Linked DNA regions of Hordeum vulgare: region 1 is linked to region 2. A link is a contact called in public Hi-C data. All regions are on one chromosome and are shown on one strand. Each heading gives the region's core, a stretch centred on a gene start, on an enhancer-like site or on the middle of the called end of the contact. The rest is flanking DNA. Distances are from core to core; before and after follow the strand shown. Region 1 holds the start of LOC123442808 (PHD finger protein ALFIN-LIKE 5). Region 2 holds the start of LOC123442792 (glycine-rich protein 2-like).

Region 1 (4,409 bases), core at 1,907-4,406, 330 kb after region 2:
CTGGTACCATTTTTATATGGCTACTCTTGATAGTTTGGTGTATAATAGTGGTCAAAGTTGGAGAAAGTTGACTCCTTGCAGACCATAGTGACATACATTTGTAAAAAAGGGGGTATTAATTGTCAAAGATCATAAATTTTAAATATAGTACTGGATGGTAGGTGTAAGAAGACAAAATAACTTCAAAACGATATTATACAATTGAAGTCCTACACAAGAAAACTTAAGGATGACTCATAAGTCAGACTACATGCTATCTTGTAAAGTGTTCTGGTGTTCCCCAATGTGGTGTAATGTTAACAATTCTGAAGGAGAAGGACGCATTCTATTTGGGACCATTATCAGCATCTGGGCATGCAATCAATTCCTTTTTTCAGTATGACAAAACAAGCACATGGAAGAAATGATTAAACCAAGATCTCTAATCAAGGTTTTTTGAGGAGAGACAAGAGAGGGCGTCTAAACAAAGTAAGAAAGAATTAATAAAGAAGAATCACAATAGCTTAAGATGACAAATCAAAAGCTAGCAACGAGGAATTTGTTTAGCGACTGTTGCATAGCCCTTGATCAGGAGACGTTGAACTAACCAAACTGTAGATGAATCCATTAAAAAAATTGGCAAATGGAAAATGGAGGACATGAGCTTAGGATGCATATATGCTTGTTTAAGGAAACGGAAAGTTTTATGCAATCATTACCTTGCCTCTTTGTCAAATCCAAACCGTGCCGCGAAGTAGAATGAAACAGCCAACAACCAGGAATCACTGTGAACAGCAACTAGTGCTAACCAATCCTTCTCGTTCATGCCATCCCTAGCAAAGTTGATTCCAAGTGCTGGTTCAGGAATCTCTGGGGGGACTTCCTCAGCTGGCAACGTCACTTCCCATGTTTCATTAGGGTACCCATAAAGGCACAAGTTCTCCTTTTCTGTATACAAATTAACATAATTAGAAGATACACAGGAATTTTGTCTGAATACAACTTGCAAAATTTGCTCAGTTTAAGCCAAGGATCAATAAGAGTATAAGACTCTTATGCAAGCTAGAAAGAGAAGAACACACTATTAGAGAACACAAATGAAGCAGCCTCACACTTCTAACCCCACCCCAAGGCGCAATGGCACCTAAAAACTTCCTAATTTCACGAAAACATATGAGCTAACGATAACATACAGACTGTGAGCACATGAACCTTTACTGTATTTATTATGGAGGAAAAAGCTGTGTAACGAGCAAACCGACAAAGAGACAGTACACCATACAGACATCACAAATTTAGAAATTCCAAGCAGTTTTTTTATTCAAATTCTTCCGCCCTGCAATGATGGCTACCATCAAATTTCTCGAAGAGCTAACAACAACGAAACAAAAATAAAAAAAACATCACAAATTTGAAGATTCCAAGCAACAAAAGAACTTAATAAATCGTATTTGATATAGGCTATTAACCAATGAACCTGGACTGCATTTATGGAGGAAACAAGCCACGAAATGAGCAAACCAACAACGAGGCAATACACCACACAGGCATCACTAATTTCAGAAATTTACAACACTTTTTTGTTCAAATTCCTCCGCCCTGTAATGATGGCTACCATCAAATTTCTCGAAGAGCTAACAATAACCAGGCAAAAATAAAATAAGAGTATCACAAATTGGAGGGTTCCAAGCAACATAAGAACTTAATAAACCATATTTGATACAGGCTATTAACCAATGAACCTAGACTGCATTTATGGGAGAAAACAAGCCGCGATACGAGCAAACCGACAACGAGGCAATACACCACACGGGCATTATTAATTTCAGAAATTCCCAGCACCATTTTTTTTTTTCAAATTCCTCCACCCTTCAATGATGGCTGCCATCAAATTTTCAAAACCCATCAACCAAGAAAAAATCACAAAGTATCACATTCCAAGCAACATAAGAACTTGATAAACCATGTTTGATACAGGCTATGAACCCATGAAACTAGACTGCATTTATGGAGGAAAAAGGCGCGAAACGAGCAACCCGACAAAGAGATAAGGGCATCTACAATGGTAAGCGCTTATCCAGGCGCTTAAAAAATAAAAAATATTTTCAGGAAATTTGAAAGGCTCGTAAGCGTTATCTCTTCCAACGGCAAGGCGCTAACTACTGACGCTTACGGCTCAGAAACAGCGATTCTTGCCTCAACTTGTGCAGAGAAAAGTGCGAAGCACTCGCTGCTATACTTTGCGTCGATGCCAACCGGGACGCTGGGAATCGATGATGCAACCGTTGATCGGTCGGGAAACTTTTCCTAGCACCCTCCTCAAGCTCCGGATATATACATCACTAATTCAGAACTTCGCGACTTTTTTCCAAATTCCTCCACCCTGCAACTCTGGCTACCGTCAAATTCTGGAGAGCTAACGACCAAGCAAAAAAAAAACGAAGTATCACAAATTCAAAGGTTCCAAGCACCAGATAAGAAACTAATAAACCATATCTCCCTCCAGTCTACGCTTCCAATCCCACGCAACGCCTCAGTTCATCACCGCATTGACGAAAGCGGCTGAACCACCACCGTCGCAGTGCTCCAGGAGCGCATAATTCAGCAAGTTTAGCCTCGGAATTCGCAGCGGGGCAACCAAACGACCCAGCCCTAGCGGCGGCGGTAGCTCCGGCGGCGCCAAACCCTAGACCGGGAGAGATCGAGCGGACTCACCGGGGTCGCAGAGCTGGTAGAACTTGTCCACTTCTGCAAAAAAAGCCACCAACCAAGCAAACAAAAAGGGGCACGTCAGCGACACGGGAGAGGGGCCGGCGGGCAAATCCGGCAGCGAGCAGGAGCGGAGGGAGAGGGGAGCGGATACCTTGGGTGAGGGCCTTGATCATGCCGGCGCGGCGGCCGCGGAAGTCGCGGAAGACCTCCTCCGCCGTGCGGGAGGCGTAGGGCGCGCCGGCGCCGGCGCCGACGTCCATTTAGGGTTCCGGCGAGGGGGCGGCGGCGGCGGCGGCGAGAAGGGTGCTGGGAGGGAGGCGAGAGCACGAGGAGGTGGAGGACACAGAGAGAGGGAGACAGACAAGGAGTGGTGAGGTTTTTATTTTGGGAAGAGGAGATTTGCGTTCGTTTCCGGGAGGATTTGAGCCCCGGCGGTGCCTTTTGGGCTTGCGGCAGCAGCAGCAACAAAGTGGCTCAGGCCACTGCGTGCCCATCATATCTTTAGCCTTTATGGAATCTATCTATCTAAATCTATCGTCACCATGTCTGCTCGTGCTAATTCAGTTTTGCTGGGACATTTTTCCTCTCGGTTTGACTTTTGAATTGCTTCCTGTTTTGCAATGTCTTTGTTGGAAATGGTGTAGATGTTTTTGTTGGAAATGGTGTGGTGGGTTCTGTTTTGCAAAGTTTTCTATAAAAAGCTTGCTTCATTCTTAGTGTTTGTTTATCGTTTGTTTTGCTGTTTTGGTGCCTCGGACTCACCATGAGTTGGCTTTTCGGAGCACGTGTTTATTCTTATTTTTGATGTAGTTGTTGCTTGAAATGTGTTCATTTGATGAAATCCTAGGTCTGCTTCATCGAGAAAATGGTGACGGCGCGACGCCGTTCCTTCCTTTGGAATGGAAGTTGAAGTTTATTTCTATTTTTGATGTAGTTGTTGGTTGAAATGCATTCATTTGATGAAACCCTAGGTCTGCTTCATCGAGCAAATGGTGGCGGCGCGACGTCGTTCCTTCCTGGAGGCGTTGTTTGGGTTGCCGTGGAGATCCTTTGGAATGGAAGTTGGAGTTTATGCCATCGGCTAGTCTCAAGATCAAGGCTTAGGGTAGTGTGTTGCTAGGATGTTAGTTGCTGATGTAGGCACAAGCCTTTGGGGCGTAATATATATGGTCGTCGTCACCTTTTCAACATCATCTTTCCACGGTCCACGTCGAGCCATGTTACCCACTAGACGATTCTTCGTAAGCACAAAGGGTAGAGGGCGTGTTAAGCTAGACTCGCCAAATCTTATACTATGTGTCTTGCCTAGAGACACTTTGTGGGTTCCTGCGTAGATTTACCTAAGTGGAAGTCGTTTCCTCCGATTTTGGACATGTGAAGTCCTAGCAATGGCGGCACGTGAAGTCGTTTCCTACTAGAGACACTATGTGGGTTCCCGCGTAGATTCACCTAAGTGGAGATAGGAGCCGGTGCCATCGACTGGTTTCATAAGTAAGGCTTAGGGCAGTGTATTGCTAGGATGTTAGTTGTTGCATGGACATAGGCATCTCTGGGCGCAATATACGTCGTCTTCGCCACCTTTTGAACATCGTGTTCCTAGGGTCCACACCCAGCCATGCTATCCACTATACGATTCTTTGTAGACGCAAAATGCAGAGGGTGGGTTAAACCTAGACTCACCTAAAGTCATGGTCGTACTTCCGAAGTGTTTGTCTCGA
Region 2 (3,915 bases), core at 610-3,109:
GATATTTTCTTAGGGCCCTCTTGGTGTAACGACATCCATCATCATCTCGTTAGGCACGTGACTAGGTCACACGGATGGTGGAACATGTCAAAGAGAAAGAAGAAGAAAACCGGTAACGAGGAGACGAGTATAGTGATATTAGTTTGACTCAAGAGGATACTCATACATCTCACCTCGCGGTTGGTAAAGTATCATGAAGCAAAGGGAATAGCTCATGATAACCAAAGGTTCACTCAAATGTCACTCTTGTATCCATAGGGATTAATATGGACGTTCACAGTTCCTCTATTGGTCATTGAACAAAGGGTTTTTTGTTCATGTCAATGTTTTAGCGAAGCTACAAGGTCACACACTATGAAGATGCATAAGAGGAGTCCAAATGTGTTCATGGTACAATCGTAGGGCAATTTTGTGTTTGTTTTCTATTACGTTTCCCAACAAGAAGAAGAGTGTCTCTCGTGCCATCGTGAAAGTGAAAGCAAATTTCCACTTTAGAATCTTAGACAAGACATGGTAAATTCAAATGACAATTTATACTGAATTAATAAACTCGTGCCATGGCAAAGCAAAATGATTGCCATGACATCATTTCTCAAACCTGTGTCATGGCACCAAAATAGTTGCCATAGCAGCATTTTTTGCTGCCGTCTAGCCGGGCACACGCGCTGGCTGGACGACCCTCCGCACAACCGGTTGGACGACCCTCCACACAAACGTCTAGATGACCTTCCGCACAGCTAGCTGGATGCAGCGTTAACGCACGAGGGGGATGCGTCACACGAGCCTCACACACATACACGCATGGGGCCAGTGAAGAACCCGAAAAGGGGCCCACAATTGAGCCGGTGCTGAGACCGCAACGCGACCCCAGCTAGTGCGTGTGGACCAACCCCGCAAGGGTCGAAGACGCCAACACACACGTCCGACCACGCTGTTGCGCTCGAGGCAGCGCGCGACAAGGCCAACATGGACGCGCTCGACGCCGTCCAATGACAGTGGCCCCGGGCGCGATTGGGCGGTCCACTTGTCATGGACCACTCAGTTGGGTCACCCGACTGCAACCCGTGTGGGCAGATCAGACGACTCACATCGTCCCCGAGAGTAGCGGCCCTCGCGCCAAGCAACCACGGGACGCTCGACCATGAGGCTCCTCCGCGAGTGAGACACCCATGATGAAGGATCCACCGCATGGCGATCCTGGTTCACTCTTCTTGAACACACGCTGACTTTAGCAATTGTGCGCCCTCGGTTCATCCGTCATGGACACACGCTGACTCTAACGATCATGCGCCCTCGATCCACCACTCATTAACCTTCTAACCACATCGTCGAGGCACATATGACGACCCGCATCTGCTACAAAAGACTCCGTCCACAAGCCACCCTACCGCGGATGGCTAGGAGGTTCTCTCCGCCCTCGAGCAGCCCAGAAAGACGGATACTCCAACATCATTTATAGGAGTAATTTCTATGAACATCGTTTATCAATAAACCATCGTAGTTTCTCTAAAATAATTGATGCACACGATTTTGTGTCGTGCTACACTCAGAGAAGGACCACCCGGATAATATTTTTTGTTGAGCAAAAGCACCAGTACCTAAAAAATAGAAGTACCAAAAAATATAATAAAAAAACGAAAGTGTCAGAATATTTAAGGTCGTGCCAAGCGGGCCTGTCTCAGCTAAGTGACGAGTTCTCTCAAAAACTTATTTTGAGAAAACAAAAGTTCTCTGAGAGAGTGTTTGGGCCACTGTTGTCTGCGCAGTGGAAACCAATAGGCCCAGTTTAACTGTGTGGTTGGGCCATTGTAGCTACTGCACGAGCCCAACTAACCAGCCTATTTATACCGACACCCCCACATCCTCCCTCCGCATCCACACCGATCTAGGGTTTCCTGCTAGGGTTTTGGTCCTTCGTTTTCGGCGGCGCAAGATGGGGGCGAGGGTCAAGGGAACCGTGAAGTGGTTCAACGTCACCAAGGGGTTCGGCTTCATCTCCCCGGAGGACGGCAGCGAGGACCTCTTCGTCCACCAGTCCGCCATCAAGTCCGACGGCTACCGCAGCCTCAACGAGAACGACGTCGTCGAGTTCGATGTCATCACCGGCGACGACGGGCGCACCAAGGCCTCCGACGTCACCGCACCAGGAGGAGGCGCTCTCTCCGGCGGCTCCCGCCCTAGCGATGGCGGTGGTGGCCGCGGCGGCTACGGAGGCGGCGGCGGCGGCTACGGCGGTGGCGGTGGCGGCTACGGCGGAGGTGGCGGCGGCTACGGAGGCGGTGGCGGCGGCTACGGTGGAGGTGGTTATGGAGGCGGCGGTGGCGGCGGCCGTGGGTGCTACAAGTGCGGCGAGGAGGGCCACATCTCCAGGGACTGCCCCCAGGGCGGCGGCGGTGGCTACGGAGGAGGTGGCGGCGGCGGCCGCGAGTGCTACAAGTGCGGCGAGGAGGGCCACATCTCCAGGGACTGCCCCCAGGGCGGCGGCGGTGGCGGCGGCTACGGTGGGGGCGGCTACGGCGGCGGTGGCGGCCGTGGTGGTGGCGGCGGCGGCGGCGGTGGCGGCTGCTTCTCCTGCGGCGAGTCTGGCCACTTCTCCCGCGAGTGCCCCAACAAGGCCCACTAAGCGGCGCAGCCCGTCAGATCTGAGTGCCCCCTTCCCCTTCGCTCCTTTTCCTATCTCCTGATCCTGCATCAAGTCATACCTATACCCATCAGTACTAGTATTAGTCGCCGTAGCGTTTCCCCGTGCTGCTCCATGCGAGCTTGGATCCAGAAGAATTGCTGGTGGTTTGTCCGTTAAAGATCCAAGTTATTTTGTTGTGTCTCTGTGATGAGGACACAGATCTATCTCTTATGTATTGGATGAACTAAGTTATCGAAGTCAAGTTTGGTGTCTAAGATTGATCTCTGATCTCGCGTTACTATTGTTTTATCTTATATATCTTCCTGCTTGCAAGGTTTAGTTTGGATATTTTGTTCAGGTTAGTCGTGGGCTATTTTTGGGATTCTTGTTCTCCCATTTCTGTGGTTTCAGTGGTGGTTTTGATAGGGCAATTACATGATTGATCCGTAATGTTGAAACTACTCGCACAGGTTGATGTTTCCAAATCTTAGCAGTATACTTTGTGCATCTGTCGTCGACCTGAACTGCTTGTCTGACTGCTGTTTGTTGCTTCATCAAACGCCACTTGCTTTAATCCTGGCTTGCAAAATGTGCCTAGCTTAATCTTTTTTGCATCTGTTTCATTACGCCTGCATTCCATGATTAGCGTAATGCGAATTCCATCATTCCATCATAGCCTAGTGGCACGTTAGCTTGCTGATGAATGGGCTGTAACTGTGTTGCGTTAGACTTTGGATGCCAAGAATCACAGCCTAAATTTTGGATCTCCTTCCAGCATATGTCAGTAAACACATGAACTACCATTGAATAAATCTTTGGTAGCTTAGGAAGACTTGCTATCTGCAGCTTTTTAGCATTTTTCAAGCCCCTCCCACCTGAAACCAAGATTCTATGTAGTACACCCTTTCGACCTTTGCCGGCAGGTATCCGGCCACTCCAGTCGTACTTGCTAGTCTTTTTTGTCATTAAAATGGCGGTCTGTGGTGTAATCTGATCGGGGACGAGGCTTGGTCTGTGGTGTAATCTGATCGTCAAGCCCTGTTCGTGGCCGCCATAGGTGTTGCAGTCCAGTCCTCGTCCTCTTCGATGACGGCAAACAACTTTGGTCTGCCGGTAACATCCCAAGCCGATGAGCTCACTGTAAGTCTTTGTTTGATAGAAGTGGATTGGGGAGGTTTGGAAAGGAGGGGATTTGGTGAATCACTTCCTTTCACCCAATCCTTTCAAATCCTCGATTTGCTTCCACCCCTTTGTGGAGGAGGGTTTTGAAACACATGGAAGGGATTCGGCTA

What was found. Hi-C and Micro-C count contacts between places; a contact is called where the count stands out from the background.
Region 1: a Hi-C map of leaf shows a contact between it and region 2, with 3 times the contacts expected there. The contact joins the promoter of LOC123442808 here to the promoter of LOC123442792 in region 2. A contact is called at or near these places in 2 of 6 Hi-C or Micro-C datasets (leaf and seedling).

What each region holds. Positions count from the first base shown.
Region 1 is chr1H:429,771,319-429,775,727 of MorexV3_pseudomolecules_assembly, forward strand. It overlaps LOC123442808 (PHD finger protein ALFIN-LIKE 5), which reads right to left and starts at 3,157. Exons shown (of 5, transcript XM_045118960.1): 1 at 2,843-3,157; 2 at 2,695-2,727; 3 at 699-927. The coding sequence starts at 2,951.
Region 2 is chr1H:429,437,859-429,441,773 of MorexV3_pseudomolecules_assembly, forward strand. LOC123442792 (glycine-rich protein 2-like) reads left to right here and starts at 1,860. Exons shown (of 1, transcript XM_045118936.1): 1 at 1,860-2,898. The coding sequence starts at 1,934. The coding sequence ends at 2,623.